5 separate regions of the Mus musculus genome follow, and all the other regions are linked to region 1. The links are chromatin contacts, called in public HiCAR-type, HiChIP or PLAC-seq and promoter capture Hi-C maps. All regions are on one chromosome and are shown on one strand. Each heading gives the region's core, a stretch centred on a gene start, on an enhancer-like site or on the middle of the called end of the contact. The rest is flanking DNA. Distances are from core to core; before and after follow the strand shown.

Region 1 (3,205 bases), core at 470-2,969:
CACATTACACACAAATGACTGGGTTTTGCTATGTAGTCTAAGCGACTGTTAATATGTTATTCTTCTGCCTCAGACTGATGAGTTCTTCTGGGGCTGTTACTATTTTGAGGCATGAACATTTGTTATTGCTTTTTTTTTTTCCTTTGGTTTTCTGAGACAAGGTTTCTCTGTGTAGCCCTGGCTGTCTTGGAACTCACTCTGTAGACCAGCTGGCTTTGCCTCCCAAGTGCTGGGATTACAGGCATGTGCCACCACTACCCGGCTATTGTTGCTTTTAATGATGAATATTAAACCTAGAGCCTTACATATGCTTGTAAGCACTACTACTGAGCTATATCCAATACTTTATTTCTTCTTATTCCTCCTCCTCCTTCACCTTCTTCTTCCTCCTCTTGCATTTCAAGACAGGATTTCTACGTACAACAGCTCTTGCTGTTCTGAAACTTGATTTGTAGACAGGCTGGCCTGGAATGCAGAGATCTGCCCACCTCTGCCTTTCAAGTCCTGAGATTAAAGGCATGGGCCACCATTGCCTGGTATTTATTTATATATTGATTGATCGACTAAGACAGGGTCTTAGCCTTGGACTCATTATGCAGACTTAGGCAGGCCTTGAACTTGTGTTCCTTATGTTCTTCCTGTCTTAACCTTCCAAGTATCTAAAAATATGGGTTTATAATTACCACACCTGGCAAGGGATGTGATGTGTACTGTAGTTGAGCTGAGAAAAATAACTTAGAGAGTCAAAGTGGGATAGTAAGAAAGCAAGACCTCATCAACTTAGTCGAGAAAGATTTGAATTCTAAAGTTGTCTATCAGAATGAGTGAACCAGTGCGTTCTAAGACTTGAGAACAACTTCAAATTGTAACTGTTAATACTCCCTAATATAAACCCTGCTGCACATAAATAATATATAAAAATGCATTCCCAGCGTTGACCTTTTTGTCAGATGACTTCAAATTCAACGACATAAAACATTTCCTATACAGCCCTCTTCCCTTCCAAACCTCTGTCATATTTTCTTGACAAAGCTCACACTCATCTTCCTAAATCAGAATCTGAAACCTCTGCCTCCTCTGCGCCCCAACTAGCAAATAATTCAGAACCCATCTATTTCTCTATTCTCATTCTCTTCCAGTGTTGAAGTCACTGTCGTTCCTTACCAAAGACCCAGGACACTCAAGCGAGTTTGAAACTACTTAGCATAGCTCATTAAATTACTGCTTTCTTCCCGGGCCACCTCTCTGCTCATCCCACACCCCGACACCTGGTCCTTCCCTACAATGAATCTGAGTTCTCCGATTATCGCTGGAATAGTCTTCCCTAGTTTTTGGGTCGCATTTAGGCTGTCACTAATAACAGCCCAGGCAGGCGGACTCTGGCTCCTCCACCCAAGCTCTCAGCAATTTCCAGGGGCTGTCGACTATGCGGGTGGTCCCTGAGGCCGCATTCCAGGGCTGGAGATGGATGAGTTTCCTCAGAGTGGACCCTGGTCCGGAGGCTCAAATTCGCTTCAAGTAGGGAACTCCTGGGCAGCCTACAACTCCAACACTGCAGAAGCTTCCGGACAGCTAGATCAGGGAGCGTTGGTCCGGAACCCTCGGGCGCGTGGCTCCGCCCCTCGCGCTGCGTCGGAGGTGGGGCGGGGCGGGGCGCCAGGCGCCGGCGAACGGCGTGCGCCAGGCGGGGGGCGGGGCTAGGGGCGGAGCGGAGCGCGCATGCGCGGTCGCCTTTGTGTGGGTCGAGCGGCGGCGGTGGCGGCGGCGGTGGCGGCGGCGGCAGTGGCGGTCCCACTGGCAGGCGGGCAAGAGGGGAGTCAGGGCGGCGTCCGGCGTGGAAGCCGGGGGACCACCATGGTAAAGAAGCGGAAAGGCCGTGTCGTGATCGACTCGGATACGGAAGACAGCGGCAGTGACGAGAACCTGGATCAGGTGAGGGCAGGCCGCGGAGGCGCGGGCCGGCAGAGCGGGAGGGCTCAGTCCTGGCCACGGGAGCTGGGAGTCGCCCGGCCCGAGCGCCCGGCCAGCCTGGTGTCCGTCCCGCTACTGTAGTCCCTTCCTGTCTCCCCGCTGAATCTTAGGCCCTTGGAGCCCGGGCCAGGCCTGGAGACAGAGCCCCGAGGACTTGGCGCCTTGGGCCGGGAGGCGGGGCAGGGAATTGGGCTGATGGGCCTCGGGGTTTGGGGTACTGAAGGGGGCCGCTGTCTGCTTGGGCCGGATCGGGACGTCATGACTGCAGGCAGGGAGATTCGGGCTGGGCGAGATAGGAAGTATCGCCCGCCAACCCCAATGGCTGAGAGATTTTGGAGGAGGTGCAAGGGTGAGCATGGGGCGGTGGGAGGGAAAATTTGTCTAGAAGGTGTGGACTCTGGAAGGTGAAGTTTTTCAGACCAGGCATGTGGACATAGGAGAGACACCCATACATGTCCCGAAGAGCTTTCGTGGTGCTTGGGGTGGGGGGGAGACTATGATCATTTACGGTCGAAATGGGTTCTCGTTGGGATGTCTGACAAAAAACTCTTTGGAGGAGGAGAGAGGGCAGATAACTGGAAGTTTGAATTGTAGGGCAGCAGAGAGAGACTGTGTTCCAAGCGCTCAGCCTCTTTTATGCAGCAGCATAGAATTCTTTTTCACTTGAAGATCTGAGAAGTACTGAAAGTAACTTGTGGCTTTAGCGTCTTGGAGTACCCGGCATTGCTTCTGTACTTTAAAAAAACACTGCAGGGAGGAAGCTGTTTGTGTAGTAGTACTCTGATGGTATCAGGAGATGATTTCCTCCATGTTTCATGAGTAAATGACATAAAGGAAGGGTAGGAAGCTTTATAAATGGAGTAGATTGAGTACTAAACTCAGAATCTGTAATTCTGATTCCTAATTTCTTTCTAGCCATTTACCTTTGGTTTCCACTGTAAAATGGACATATAATATCAGCCTCATGTATTGAATTGGACAGTTGCATAAAACAAATGTTTATAATAAAAAATGTTGGTATAAACTACAAAGTATTTGTATAAAAGGCTTCTTGGGAGTCCTTAGTAATAGACTAGAGGTCTCAGGTTTAATTAGGACTTGAAAAGGGAGGGCTTGCCTGGTCTACAAAATGAGTCCAGGACAGAGAAACCCTGTCTCAAACAAACACCTCAAAAACAAAAGAAAGAAAAGGGAGGGCTCTTATGAGGGAAGAACTTGTAAGGTTTAAAGAACA
Region 2 (3,101 bases), core at 544-3,043, 560 kb before region 1:
CAGTGGTGGCGCATACCTTTAATCCCAGCACTTGGGAGGCAGAGGCAGGCAGATTTCTGTTCAAGGTTAGCCTGGTCTACAGAGTGAGTTCCGGGACAGCCAGGGCTACACAGAGAAACCCTGTCTCAAAAGAAAAAAAACTACTCAGCCCTGTGGGCACACACCTGTATGGGGTTGGGAAAAAAAAAAAAAAACAAGCTACATGGGAGTCTGAGGCAGGAAGATTCAAAGTTTAAATGTCACCCTGGGAAATTTATCCAGAGAAACTTAACTAAGGTGTCTCTCAAAATACAAAGTAAATATACATCAAGAATGGTGGCTTTTTTTTGTGCAACCCCAGACGTTGGGGAGCTGAGTCCAATCTGGGTTACAAAGAACCTGTCTCAAAAATAATTACCTGGGGCTGGCGAGATGGCTTAAGTGGTTAAGAGTTCCCACTGCTCTTCCGAAGGTCCTGAGTTCAAATCCCAGCAACCACATGGTGGCTCACAACCATCCGTAACGAAATCTGATGCCCTCTTCTGGAGTGTCTGAAGACAGCTACAGGGTACTTACATATAATAAATAAATCTTAAAAAAAAAATTACCTAGGGCTGAAGAGATGGCTCAGCAGTTAGGAGCACTGAGTCCAGTTCCCAGTAACCACATGGTGGCTCACAACCATCTGTAAATGGAATCACAACCATCTGTAAATGGAATCTGATGCCCTCTGGATGTCTGAAGACAGCTACAGTGTACTCATTAAATATAAGTAATTTTCAGCTAAGCATGCAGCTACGTTGTTGAAGTGCTTGTGTGGCATGCATACAATCCAGGATTCAATCCCCAACACAGAACATAGTAATGTTCCAGCAGTACAGGAAACAAAGGTGGGAGAAGGATTGTCATTCTTGGCATAGAGTTAAGGAGCCGGGCGGTGGTGGCACACGCCAGCACTTGGGAGGCAGAGGCAGGCGGATTTCTGAGTTCGAGGCCAGCCTGGTCTACAAAGTGAGTCCAGACAGCCAAGGCTACACAGAGAAACCCTGTCTCGAAACCAAAAAAAAAAAAAAAAAAAAAAAAAAAAGAGTTCAAGGAGTATGAGATCTTGTCTGAAAACACCTAGATGTATAACAAGAAACATACGAAGTTCCTGGCAAACTCCACAAACCTTTACTTTATTCAATTTTGCTCCTACTTTTCTGGAGTAACCACTACAAAGCGAGAGAAGAAAAAAAACACTAGAGAGTGAGTTATTTCGCTTTAGTTTTTGGTAGTTTTATGAATGTATATATTTAGATTATATCCACCGGTCCCAACCCCCGCCCAATTAAAAGGTTTTTTTTTTCCACCTCGCTGATTCCCACACTGGTTTTCTAATCGCTGGCTCCATTCGCAGGTTTTATCTTTATTCCAGCTTCTTCATCTCTGCCGCCCACAGAGACCAAGAGAACACCTGGTTCCAAAGCATACCATCCCAACTACCAAAGATCCACACTCTGCCAGAACTGGCCAAAGCCTTTCTGACCGAAGTCCACATCCGCTGTGCAAGAAGTTTTGCAGAGGTGCTTCCGCAGCAGTGCATTCTGGGTTATGTAGTCCTGGGCTGATCACATCGTCTTTGCAGACTTGTAGTCCTCAGTCGGGTAACCAGAAAGGCCGGATCAGAACAATCATAAAGGAAGGGAAGAGTGACCCTACGAAATCACTCGGCTTCAAAGCCGTCCGGCATGTCCGTCAGGTTCGCAGCAGAAGCGGAAGTAGGTATGAGGCGGGTCGGAGAAAGGCGTGATGACGTTGCAGCGATAGGAGCGTGAGGATTTGGCGGGATTTCCGAAAGTCGCGCGCCGTGCGCAGATCCGCGCCTGGGCAAAGCCGAGGCGCTCCCACAGGTGTGGCCAGGAAGACTGAAATTTTTCGTAGAAAACCTGACAGAGGAGCAACGAAGCGCGTTCGAGCCGGGTGAAGTGGGGGGAGTGTGGTGTGTGCAGAGCCGGCTGCCCGGAGGAGCGAGCGGCCCGTGGCCGCGGGACAGGTGAGTGTGCGGCGCCGGCGCACCCCTTCCATGGCCGCTCGGCTTCTTGAGCCGGCTCAGGCCAGTGCTCCCGTAGCCAGCTTTGTGGGTCCCCTCTACGCTGAGAAACCGGAGAAAGGCGGAGCAGGGCGACCAACCGACCGACGCTAACTGACCCACTGAATTCGTTGTGGAGAAAACCGACCTGTACTTCAAGCATTTGTTTTGAGACCCGAGGTCACGACCTAGGCTGGGCAGGGCTCGAACTGCTACCCTTAGTCTCCCAATGCTGGGATTTACAAACTTTCAGGTTCACTTCTGTGGTCCGGACGCAGGAAGCTGAGATCAGAGAAAAGTGCTCACAGCTGTTACGTAGTAGGGCCAGGGCTAACAGATTCTTGGTTACTTTAAAATGAGGGTAGTGGCTGGTCTCTCTGGAGACTGAAGTAGAAGGCCCCAGAGTTCAAAGATTGCGTAAGCAAAAGAGTAGCAAAGACCGAGAAATAAAACAAATTTCTAAAGAGAATCTTGGCTAGATGACTCACCTATATAATCGTAGCACTTGGGAGAGGCAGGAGGATGACAGTTTCAAGACCATCCTGAGCCACAAATGGAAGAGCTGTCTCAGAAAAGGAAAAGTGAAGAACAGGGGCTGGAAGGTGGCTCTGCTGTTAAGAGCACTTGCTGCTCTTCCCAAGGAACTGAGTTCAGCTCCTGTACCCACATGGTGGCTTACAACCAACCATAACTCCAGTTCCAGGGGATCCAGTGCCGCCTTCTGACCTCAGATACCAGGCATGCTTGTGGTACGCACACATGTATGCAGGCAAAATTCTCATGAACAAAAAAGAAATCTAAAAGGAACTTCCAAGAAATAAAAATAAAATGAAGTATAAAATACAAAGATGTATAAAATACAAGTGTATACGTGAGTGAATACAAAGTGAATATATTGGGGGCTAGAGAGAGGGCTCAGTGGTTAAGAGCACTGACTGCTCTTTTGAAGGTCCCAAGTTCAAATCCCAGCAACCACATGGTGGCTCACAGCCATCAGTACAACTGCAGTGTACTCATATACATAAAATAAAATCTTTCAAAAACAAGACAA
Region 3 (3,633 bases), core at 23-2,522, 650 kb before region 1:
TGAGAAGCTACAGCCCCAGCCCTTGCATTTTACATATTCAATGAACACAAGACTCTCTATGTTCCCATGGTGCATCCGTGGCTAACTACTGTGCTGTCTGCAGACCTCCCTCATACAGCTGTTCTATCATGGTCAGTTAGGGTGTCTTCAGTGGGACACAGACTGACAGTCTTACATTGTCCCTCACATGTGAAAACAGCAAAAATGGGCTTGGTGAAAAGTCATCATAGCGCAAGGTTAAGTGTGTATTACAGTGGCAGCAGGGCTGTGTACTTCAAGTTCCTCCACACCCCTATTCATACTTTTTCCACTTTATTTTTTTATTATTACTATTTTAATTGCCCATATTTTTGCTGTAAAGTGCGATAATTGAATAAGTGTATGCAATGTGTATTCAACCAAATAATTAGCACTGAATGTAAATAATGAAAGAGAGGCATTCTCATCATTTTAGAGACACATTTAGGAATGGTGAAGCACATCTGTACTCCTGCACTAAGGAGTCTGAGGCAGAAAAGAGCATGAATTCCAGGAGCTGGTGAGGAAGAAGGAAGTGGAGCAGGAAAAGGGCGAGGAAGAAGCAGGAAGAGGAAATAACAAGATCAAATGAGCAGTTTGCTCAAAGCAGCATTGCTGGTATATGATGTTTTGCTTCCAAATCCTTATTTTCACCCAGCACCAACACTATGCCTGCTTGGGAAACACACTGAAAGTCGCCCACGCCGAGATGGGAGAAGGGCTATGCATAGAGTCTAGGGGCTTCCATAACCATCTAGGTTTATGGAATCGGTCGACGCCTTCTTTTAAGAGGGCTTTTAAAGATCAGGAAAGCTGACAAGGGCAAAGTCTGAATTCCAGCCAAGTCCAGCCAGCGCGAGGGCCCAAAGTAGATAGTAGTAGAAGGTCAGATATGTCACGAAGTCCTTAGAATCTCCGTGGAAGTACTCTACACACCCAAACCCCAAGTCTGCACTCACTCGGGGGTGGGGTGGGGTGAGGCATGTCCCTGACCCCGGGAACCTTCAGAACGGTAGAGGAAAACGTGTGTCCAGATCCCAGGCCTCAGTCACCCCGGCCTAAACAAATCACTGGTCTTGACGATCCGGCCCCTGATACCCTCAGTTGTGTTTCGGGGTCAGGCCATAGTAGGAGATGCTAAACACGGGACACCGCGGCCCCTCACCTACCGCAATTACCTGCCCAGCAGTTTCCAAACGCCCGGCTCAGGTTTGTCGCTGGCAGTCAGGAAGAATCGGGGAGGGGCGGAGTCTCTGAGTGACGGAGCTGAGAAGCCCTCCAATTGATGTCTGATTTTCTGTCGTTCTATGAGTTGATTGGTAAAATAGTTAATGACGCCCAGAGGCGGGCAATCGGTGGGCGGAACTAGTGGTTGCCAGGAAACGATGGAATCTCCTGTCCAGAGTTTAGTACCTTAACTCTCCAGGACCGGATTGATTCTTTGCAGGCTCCAGAGTTCCAGCTTTTCACCACCCATCCCAGACTCGGCTAGGGAAGCCAGTTTTCTAGACTTTTCTTGGTCCCCAGAGATCTTGATTTCTAAAGTCCTTCTGAAATAAGGTCCCTGCTTATCTTACAAAACTAGATGGTCCTCAAAGCCCCAAGGCTCTAGGCGCATCCCCTTCCAACGGCCCTTGCTTGGATTGTTTTCAGTGTGTATCCCAATATTAGGTGAAAATACAGATTTGGGGTCAGTAAATCGTGTATCAATTATCTCCCAAACAATCCTCTGAATATTTGTGTTACCTTTACCTCGTGACTATCTCAAGTTAGAGCATGTCAGTGACTTAGGATATCGGGGCCTCAATTCACTGACTCCTGAGACTTCATTTAGTTAAAAAAAAAATACTAAGCTCCTACTCTGCTATAGGTATTGTGAGTGTGAATTCAGAACACAGAAGACTTGTTATGGTGGGGCTGGAGAGATGGCTCAGTGGTTAAGAGCGCTGAATGCTCTTTCATTGGTCCTGAGTTCAATTCTCAGCAACCACATGGTGGCTCACAACCATCTGTAATGGGGTCCAATGTCCTCTTCTGGTGTCTGAAGACAGCTACAGTGTACTCATATACATAAAATAAATATATATTTTTAAAAAGACGTCTTATGGGCCCCAGCTTAGTGTAGGAGGAGGTCCACCAGACAGACAGACAAATGTACAAATGGCACCAAAGACGTATGGAAGATGATGGTAGTGTGGGAAGGGGGAGAGAGAGAGAGAGTTTATAACACCTTCAATAGCCAGATGTAGTAGTGCCTGTAACCCTAGCATTCTAAAGCTGAGGGCATGAGGCTGTGGAGTTCTAGGTCAATCTGAACTGCAAGTGAAAATCCTATCTAAAATTAAAACTATCTCTCTTACACAGCCTCCAATGATTGTCAACATGTTTCTTTGGTTATTCCTTGTTCCCAATGATTAAAAAAATGTTGGGGTAACTTTAAAAAAAATTATATGTATGTCTTCCATTTGGTGTCTGTAGAAGGTTGTGAGACTCCTGGTGTGGGTGCTGGGAACTGAATCTGGTCCTTTGGAAGAGCAGCAAGCACTCTTAACACCTGAGCCCCATTATTCCCACTTTCTAGAGCTGTTACTCCGTCACAAAGAAAGCTGTGATGGACAATATCAGCCAATCACCCATACCAGTAACTCGGCTGAGGAGATGTGTTCAAATTCCATCAGTGTGGCAAAGGTTGTAGCAAACCTACTGTCACAGGCAAGTGTCACCGCAGAATGCTCTGCTGCTCACAGCTGTAAGCATTCTTAGACTGTGAATTGAAAGGAGTGGAAAGCAGAGAGACTAGAGAACAAAAAACAGGCAAGGTTGCAGCAATGCTTACTCATAGGATAAAAGAAAGACGTTCAGTGTTACCTGGCTCACAGAGTGGAGTGTGGGAACAAGGGTCCCAATGTTTCAGTAAGGTGCACCAAGGCTTTCTGTGTTACATACACTCTTTATACTCGTTTTTTCGAGACAAGATTTCTCTGTGTAGTCCTGGCTGTCTCGGAACTCACTCTGAAGACTACGCTGGCCTCAAACTCAGAAATTCACCTGCCTCTGCCTCCCAATGACTGGGATTAAAGGTGTGTGCCACCACTGACCTGCTCACATCCTTGATTTGTAATTTAGTCTCTCAGATATCTGGATACCACAATAAGATGCCTTTAAACTGTAGCTGTGAATGACCCTGTTGCTAAAGAAGTATACTTTCTTAAATTTACAATCCTAAATTAACAACTTGGAACACTACCAATTAATTTAAGTCCTCCAAATCCGATCCAAGTGCTGGAGACTGGTGTCCATCCACGGTGATTCAGGCTTCCTACTCTTTCTGCTTTTATTCCATCTTGAGTGGGTGTGCCTTTCCCTCTCGGTTTCTGTACCACATATCAACCTCCCTCCCAGAAATGCTCAGGAGTGTGCTAGATAAATACACACTGATCTCCTGGCTATCTCTTGATCTCATACGATTTCCGTCAGAACGAACCATCAGAACCAGTTTGTGGTTTTCACTTCTTGAAGGTAATAATGCAGTGTCAGAAGTTCTCTACTCAAAAGAGGGAGACAGGATCCGGGGGTCTAGCTTAGTGGGAGAGCATTTGCCCAGTATGTGCAAGG
Region 4 (3,150 bases), core at 645-3,144, 570 kb after region 1:
GTGAGGGGTCCCCAGCCTCTGCTCCTTGTGAGGGAGACATAGGCCAGGCTCACTGATAGACCTCAAAGTGTGAATCACCATTTCATCCCAGATCCCCAGCAACAAACAGAGGGAAGCAGAGAGAGGGAGCTGACGCACTTTGGCTTTTGTACAGTACGACATTTATCAGATAGGACTTATTTAAGATGTTGCTCCCTTCTCAGTAGCATGTTGCCACATGAACAGCACTGCTGTGTGGATTGCGTGTGGACTGCATATTTGAGCACTTGGTACGGTATGTCCCAGGCACTATGCTGGGTCCTTCACTAGCATGGCCTTCTTTCTTCTCAGTATCTCACGAATAGAAATAGATACCCATCTGTCTTAGTCCCTGTTCTATTGTTGTGAAGAGACACCATGACCATACCAACTCTTAGAAGAGAAAGAATTTAATTGGAGGCTGGTTTGCAATTTTAGAGGCTTAGTCTATTTTTAGCATGGTGGGAGCTTGGTGGCAGATTTGGCAGGCATGGTGATGGAGACTTAGTTGGGAGTTATATCCTGATCCGTAGGTGGGGGTGGGGCAGGGGGCTGAGGTGGGTTGGGAAGGGAGGACTACTGGGCCTGGCAGGGGCTTTGAAACCTCAAAGCCCACCCCCAATGACACATTTCCTCCAACAAAGCAACAGTACTAGTCCTACTTCTACCAAAGCGGTCCACTCCCAGGTGACTAAATATTCAAATGTATGAGCCAATGGGGGCCATTCATATTCAAAACCACCTGTGTGATCTTGAATAGATTCCTTAACAAGGCTGAAGGCTCTGGCGTAACTCCAGCTCCAGGGGATCTGACTCCCTCTTCTGCCCTTGTAGATAACTGTACACATGTGACATACACAAACATAGTCACACACATACATATACAAAGCTTTTTTAAAATCTTTAAAAAAAATAGATGTCTAATATCTCCAAGCTTTATCATCTCACTAAGTGCATACATGAATCCTTGCCTAACAGAGTATTGGATACATAGCAGGATACACTCGTTCAAGGGTTACGACTTCTGTTAGCTGGTTTTCTGAACACAAAGAGGTAAAGACAGGTAGGTTGATGGGGTTGGAGAGGGATCACCTCCAGAAAAAGAAAAAAATTAACAAAATCTGAGCTTTAAACTGCAAGAACACATGTGATCTTATTCAGAGTCAGGAGAGGGGCGGGATCAAGTTTAAGGGGACAGGAGCCTTTCCCCTCAGAAAAAAGACATACCTGAGAACTGCAAGAAGCCATGGAAAGTAAAGGTGAGGAGGGCACAGCAGTCTGTGGGTCCTGTGCATCTTCAAATCCACTGCAGTTTCTTCCTAGCTTGCTGTCTTCTTCCCCTTGTGGGTTCTTTGGGACAAGCATGCTGGTCCCCAGGCCATGGTGGCCTTCTGAGGCGTGGGTCATCCCAGCCACGTCTGCTTCATCGGAGTGTGGAATAGACTGCATAGAGCTGGAGCCGATTTTATCCTCAGGGAAGTTCAGGAGAGGTTTGGGAGAAAGGAAAGGTGTCAGCAGGTTCCTCCAGGAGAAATGTCAGATAAATTTTTAAGGAGGGAGGGAGGGAAAGAGGTCACAGCTTCGCTAAGGGAGCGCCGGAAACATTTCGAGCAACCTGGTTGGCAAGAGTAAAAGAAAGGTTCCGTGGTGTGCAGAGGGTCAGCACGCAACAAGGACTGCGCCGCCGCCGCCGCCCCGCACTACGTAGTGCTAGACGAGGAGAGACCGGCTTTGCAGAGCTGCGATTCAGGCTCGGGGCTGTCTCCAGCTCTGCACTGCAAGAGCTATTTTTAAGCGTGAAACTCAATATATCCCAGAGAAGGGGGGCGGGGGCTGGCGATATGCCTGAGGCTAGCAGGATCTAAAGGAGACTCGCATTCTCATCCCGTAAAGCCATTGCTCAATTGTTGCTCCTCATCCCGCATCTCTGTTTTGAGCTATGAAAACAAATACCCACCTCTAGGCTCTCAGCTGATGGTGGAGACTGGTCATTAACCTTGCCTCTCATTTCGTCTGGCTTGATAAATGATATGATGAAGTTGAAAGAGAATGCACCATGGTATTATGTTTAAAATCACAAAAACAAAAGCAAGCCAGGTCCTCTAGAAGAGCAGCATGCGCTCCTGACCGCAGAAGCTGAGCTGCCTCTCCAGCGCCATCTTGCAGTGCGCTAACACAACACGCTTGCTTAGTTTTTTCTCTTTTTCCTTTCCCCCAAATTTTTTATATATTATACATCCCAATCACAGTCCCATTCCCTCCTCACCTCCCAGTCCCGCCCTTACAAAACCCTTCTCCCATTATCCTCTCCCCTTCTCCTCAGAGGCGGGAGAAGACACACCCCCTTCTTGGGTACCAACTACTCTGGATCATCTAGTCCCAGCAGGACTAAGCACCTCCTCTCCCGCTGAGACCCAACCAAGAAGTCCAGGTATGGGAAGGGACTCTAATGGCAGACAACAGAGTCAGAGACAGCACCCCCTCCAATTGTTAGGGGACCCACATGAAGACCAAGCTGCACATTTGCTACAGGGCATGCTCTTTGGATAATGGTTCATTCAGTCTTTGAGCTCCCATAGGTCCGGTTAGTTGATTCTGTGGGTCTTCTTGTGGTGTTCTTACCCCTCTGGCTTGATCAATTCTATCCCCCACTTTTCTTTTCTTTTTTCTTTTTTAATATTTATTATATTTATTAAAGTACACTGTAGCCGTCTTCAGACACACCAGAAGAGGGCATCAGATCTCTTTTACAGATGGTTGTGAGCCACCATGTGGTTGCTGGGAATTGAACTCAGGACCTCTGGAAGAGCAATCAGTGCTCTTAACTGCTGAGCCATCTCTCCAGCCTCTATCTCCCACTTTTCCACAGGACTCCCCAAACTCTGCCTGATGTTTGGCTGTGGGTCTCTATTTCCCTTTACTGCTGGATGAAGCCTCTCAGGAGACAGTTATGCTAGGCTCCTGTCTGCAAGCAGAGCAGAGCATCATTAACAGTGTCAGGGGTTGGCTCTCTCACATGGCATGGGTTTCAAGTTGGGCAGCCATTGGTTGGCCGTTCTCAGTCTCTGCGCCATCTTCATCTCTGTGCATTTTATAGGAAGGACAAATTTTGGGGTGAAGGTTTTGTGGGTG
Region 5 (3,372 bases), core at 274-2,773, 630 kb before region 1:
CTGCAGAGTCGGAGACACATAATCCATGTAAAATGTATGTTGCTTTTAGTTATGTAAAAAACATTAAGGGTTTTTAAGTGTGAGTTGAATGAATTTGTCTGATGATGTTACAGGAGGAAAATCTCTGTTCTTTTTTCTATTCCTAATCCTTTGGTTAAATCCAGAAGATTCAGCTTTTTGTCTTTTGAAAAGGTAGTCGTGTTCCTCTTCTTCAGTAGTTTCTGGATCATAGCAAGATTTCAAATGTCATGGGCATTTTTGTTTGTTTGTTTGTTTTGTTTTTGGGAGTTTTGTTTTGGGGTGGGGGTGGGGGGATTGAGACAGTGTTTCTGTGTAGCCCAGACTGTCCTGGAACTCATGCTGGAACTCACTCTGTAGACCAGGCTGGCTTCGAACTCAGAAATCCGCCTGCCTCTGCCTCCCAACTGCTGGGATTAAAGGTCTGCGCCACCACTGCCCTGCAAAGGGTTCACTTGGGTTACCCCCCCACCCCCACCCCCACCCCCACCCCTACCCCCACCCCCATGGGCACCTTTTTAATGTATACATTGAAAACAAATCCCATAGCTTGCTTAAGGGCTGGAAGAGGTGGCATTTGTAATGCAATATGGTACTTCACGATCAGGACAGGTATTAAACCCCCAAAATAGCGATTATGGGGGTATAGCTTTGTAATCCTAGCATTTGGGAAGGCGAGACAGGATGATTTTTAACCTGGAGGCTAGACTGCTACACAGTAAAACTGTGTCTCAAAATAACAAAAACAAAACAAAGCCCTCGGAGTAAGAGCTCATTAAAGACTGAAAGCATTCATCTCAGAGCTAGGACATTTCATGTTCCAGACCACCACTGAACATGTCCTGTTATTTTACTTTGTAAGAAATTAAATTCCTAGAAAAAAGTCTCTTTATCTGCTTTTTCTTCATCTGTGAGTCATAACATTCCAAAAGCAGCCTTTCAAATATCTCAATTCCTTCAGCTGATTTCAAATATCAAATTCCTTCAAATTACAATATCACCAACTAAAACACCTCGATGCTGAGACTAATTGTGTTAGATAGAACCTGATCGGAATTAAAACCCGAAGCAATATTTAATCACTTCCATCCTGTGGATTATAAATTCACATTACACTAATTAGCAAAAGACACTTTCGACGAGGATGGGATTCGAACCCATGCGTGCAGAGCACAATGGATTAGCAGTCCATCGCCTTAACCACTCGGCCACCTCGTCCCAGAAGCTAGTTTCTTCCTGGTAGCTATAGGGAGTAGACACAGAGCGCTGTGACGCAATACCATGGAAGTCGCCATTTTGTACGGAAGCCAACAGTGCGATTGTTTACTCTGCAAACACTCGAAAGAAGATGGCCGTTCTCAGAATAACAGAGACGAAGAAAATTCTGTAGAAAAGAAGAAAAACCCGAGGGAACTTAAGTCAGAGCAGAGGAGGACAGAGAAGTTTATGTCTTAGGGGCGGGGCCGGTCTGGAGCCGAAGGGGTGGGGTCTGCGCGGCGCGCAGCACTGAGCATGCGCATCACTAGGGCGGTTAGATTTGAATACTTCAGGGACGTTGAGAGGTGACGTCCGACTCCAAGGAGCGCGAGGACCCCAGACAAGTCAAGCAGGTGGTCGGTGGCGGGTCAGAATGCTCCTTTCCGTTCTGGGCTCCTGAGAGGGCTCGGGTTCTGTTTGAGTGCTGAAGGGCGGGCGCGGGTTGCTGAGGTCGCTCGGTCGTCGGGGCGATCTCGGAAAGGCCCTGCAGCCGACCGGACCGCGCGAGCGCCAACGGCCCGCTCTCCTTCTCCTGGAGCGCCGCGTTTCGCTTCTCCTTTCCCAAAGCCGCTCCATTCCCGGGGTCGTGTCGTCTGCGCGGTGCGCCGTGGGCCTCCGGGTTCGCCCCGCCCATCATCTTTGGTCAGGGCTCCGGGATCCGGTCCCACCGTCTCTCGCCAACTCCTTGTGGTATGTGTTTCTGACCGACGTTCCCTGCTTCCGTGGTCTGAAGGCGACGAGTGAACTTTAAATTGTAGGCTCCGTCCGAGCACAATAATAGAGTTTCGGGTTTCTGCAGGTCCAACATTAGTAAAGACAAATCGGTGTGTTAGATTACATAAATTTCCTTTCCCATCCAAAAGACTTTGGATTCCCTTTGGGAAGAAAAATATTGCCTACTGCAATTTTTAAAATGTACTAGACGTTGTAGTTTGATTTATGCTCATATATTTGAATGCCGAGTCAACTGAGAGTGGCACTGTTTGAAAGGATTAGGAGGAGGGGTGGCCTTGTTGGAGGAGATGTGTTAATGAGGGATGAGCTTTGAGGTTTCCAAAACTCTGCCTGCTGTTTGTGGACGTTCTTGGCTACTCCTTCAGCATTGTGTTTGCTCGCAGGTTCCCCATGATGACTGCTATATAAGTCTCTGAAACTGTAAGCAAGACCCCCAATTAACTGCTTCCTGCTATAAGAGTTGTGGCCATGGTGTCTCTTCACAGCAATAAAACTGTGACTAAGACAGAAGTTAACAGAGATAAAGCATGTGGCTAAAACCCAAAGCAGCAGTTTATTCTAGACACCAAGGTTGACCGTTAGTTTTCATTTCAGTTAAATTGGTTCCGTTGAGTCCCTTGTATGTCTCATAGGTTCATTGTCTTGTGCTAAAGTAGACTTCATGGGGATGGCATTTCATTGGTCAGATTGTTGGAGAGATGATTTATAAATATGGAAGGAAATATATCGTAAGGTATTTGGTCATTAAAGGTTAGGTTCAAGCAGTGTACTTCTTGACTATGTGAATGGCTGGAAACCTTTACAAGTTGATAGATGTAAATGGAGTAAAATGTTTGGGATGGTGATATAAATGATGTGTTTGATGCTGAGAATACGAGAAGGTACTGATTCTAGATACTGGATCGAACAAGCGTTTCCAATAGAATTTTCTGTGATAATAATATTCTATATCTGCACTGTCCAACATGGTATCTATTAGCAGTCATTTTTGGCGCACTTAAAATATGGTTATCAAAGAAATGTAGTATGATTACCAAAAACTTGAGTTTTAATTTGTTTCATCTTAATTTCATTGTATATAATCATTCAATTTGACAGCACAGGTCTAGAGTCTGTATCAGTGGAGTCTGAATCAGTGAAAATGTTTGTATATTTTGGTTGTATAAATTCAGGAATGGACAAAGAGCCAGATAGTATTTAGGCTCTGCTTGCTGTGGGTCAGTATGATGGTCTCTGCTACATGATGTTTTGGTGGTGATGTTTATTTTCTTCAGTTAAAAGAAAGTTCTCAAAGGTTGCTTTGGCCCACTGTTGGTCTGCAGACCCCTGGATTATTTAGACTGGTGGCTCAAACTTTTTGGT

What was found. Promoter capture Hi-C pulls out the DNA fragments that hold promoters and counts their contacts. HiCAR-type assays count read pairs that join an accessible place to other places. HiChIP or PLAC-seq counts read pairs in DNA pulled down with a chosen protein or histone mark. Capture Hi-C pulls out chosen DNA fragments and counts their contacts.
Region 2: a HiCAR-type map of astrocytes shows a contact between it and region 1, with 2.5 times the contacts expected there. The contact joins the promoter of Rad51 here to the promoter of Rtf1 in region 1. A contact is called at or near these places in 1 of 39 promoter capture datasets (liver), 1 of 484 Hi-C or Micro-C datasets (liver) and 1 of 115 datasets of contacts at active chromatin or transcription factors (astrocytes).
Region 3: a contact with region 1 is called in an H3K27ac HiChIP or PLAC-seq map of thymic regulatory T cells, with 4 times the contacts expected there. The contact joins the promoter of Ccdc32 here to the promoter of Rtf1 in region 1. A contact is called at or near these places in 1 of 484 Hi-C or Micro-C datasets (CD4 T cells) and 3 of 115 datasets of contacts at active chromatin or transcription factors (extraembryonic endoderm stem cells, memory CD8 T cells and thymic regulatory T cells).
Region 4: a contact with region 1 is called in a promoter capture Hi-C map of cranial neural crest. The contact joins the promoter of Pla2g4e here to the promoter of Rtf1 in region 1. A contact is called at or near these places in 2 of 39 promoter capture datasets (cranial neural crest and frontonasal cranial neural crest).
Region 5: a contact with region 1 is called in a promoter capture Hi-C map of liver, with 2.0 times the contacts expected there. The contact joins the promoter of Knl1 here to the promoter of Rtf1 in region 1. A contact is called at or near these places in 1 of 39 promoter capture datasets (erythroid cells), 1 of 484 Hi-C or Micro-C datasets (CD4 T cells), 4 of 115 datasets of contacts at active chromatin or transcription factors (extraembryonic endoderm stem cells, memory CD8 T cells, pancreatic cancer cells and 1 more) and 1 of 9 other capture datasets (liver).

The regions. Positions count from the first base shown.
Region 1 is chr2:119,673,349-119,676,553 of GRCm38.p6, forward strand. It overlaps Rtf1 (RTF1, Paf1/RNA polymerase II complex component), which reads left to right and starts at 1,720. Exons shown (of 18, transcript NM_030112.2): 1 at 1,720-1,932. The coding sequence starts at 1,720.
Region 2 is chr2:119,111,021-119,114,121 of GRCm38.p6, forward strand. It overlaps Rad51 (RAD51 recombinase), which reads left to right and starts at 1,794. Exons shown (of 10, transcript NM_011234.5): 1 at 1,794-2,014.
Region 3 is chr2:119,028,121-119,031,753 of GRCm38.p6, forward strand. Ccdc32 (coiled-coil domain containing 32) reads right to left here and starts at 1,273. Exons shown (of 4, transcript NM_199310.2): 1 at 1,197-1,273.
Region 4 is chr2:120,243,441-120,246,590 of GRCm38.p6, forward strand. It overlaps Pla2g4e (phospholipase A2, group IVE), which reads right to left and starts at 1,895. Exons shown (of 20, transcript NM_177845.4): 1 at 1,246-1,895. The coding sequence starts at 1,467.
Region 5 is chr2:119,045,596-119,048,967 of GRCm38.p6, forward strand. It overlaps Knl1 (kinetochore scaffold 1), which reads left to right and starts at 1,524. Exons shown (of 24, transcript NM_029617.3): 1 at 1,524-1,628. It overlaps n-TSgct7 (a tRNA gene), which reads right to left and starts at 1,236; the gene lies at 1,155-1,236.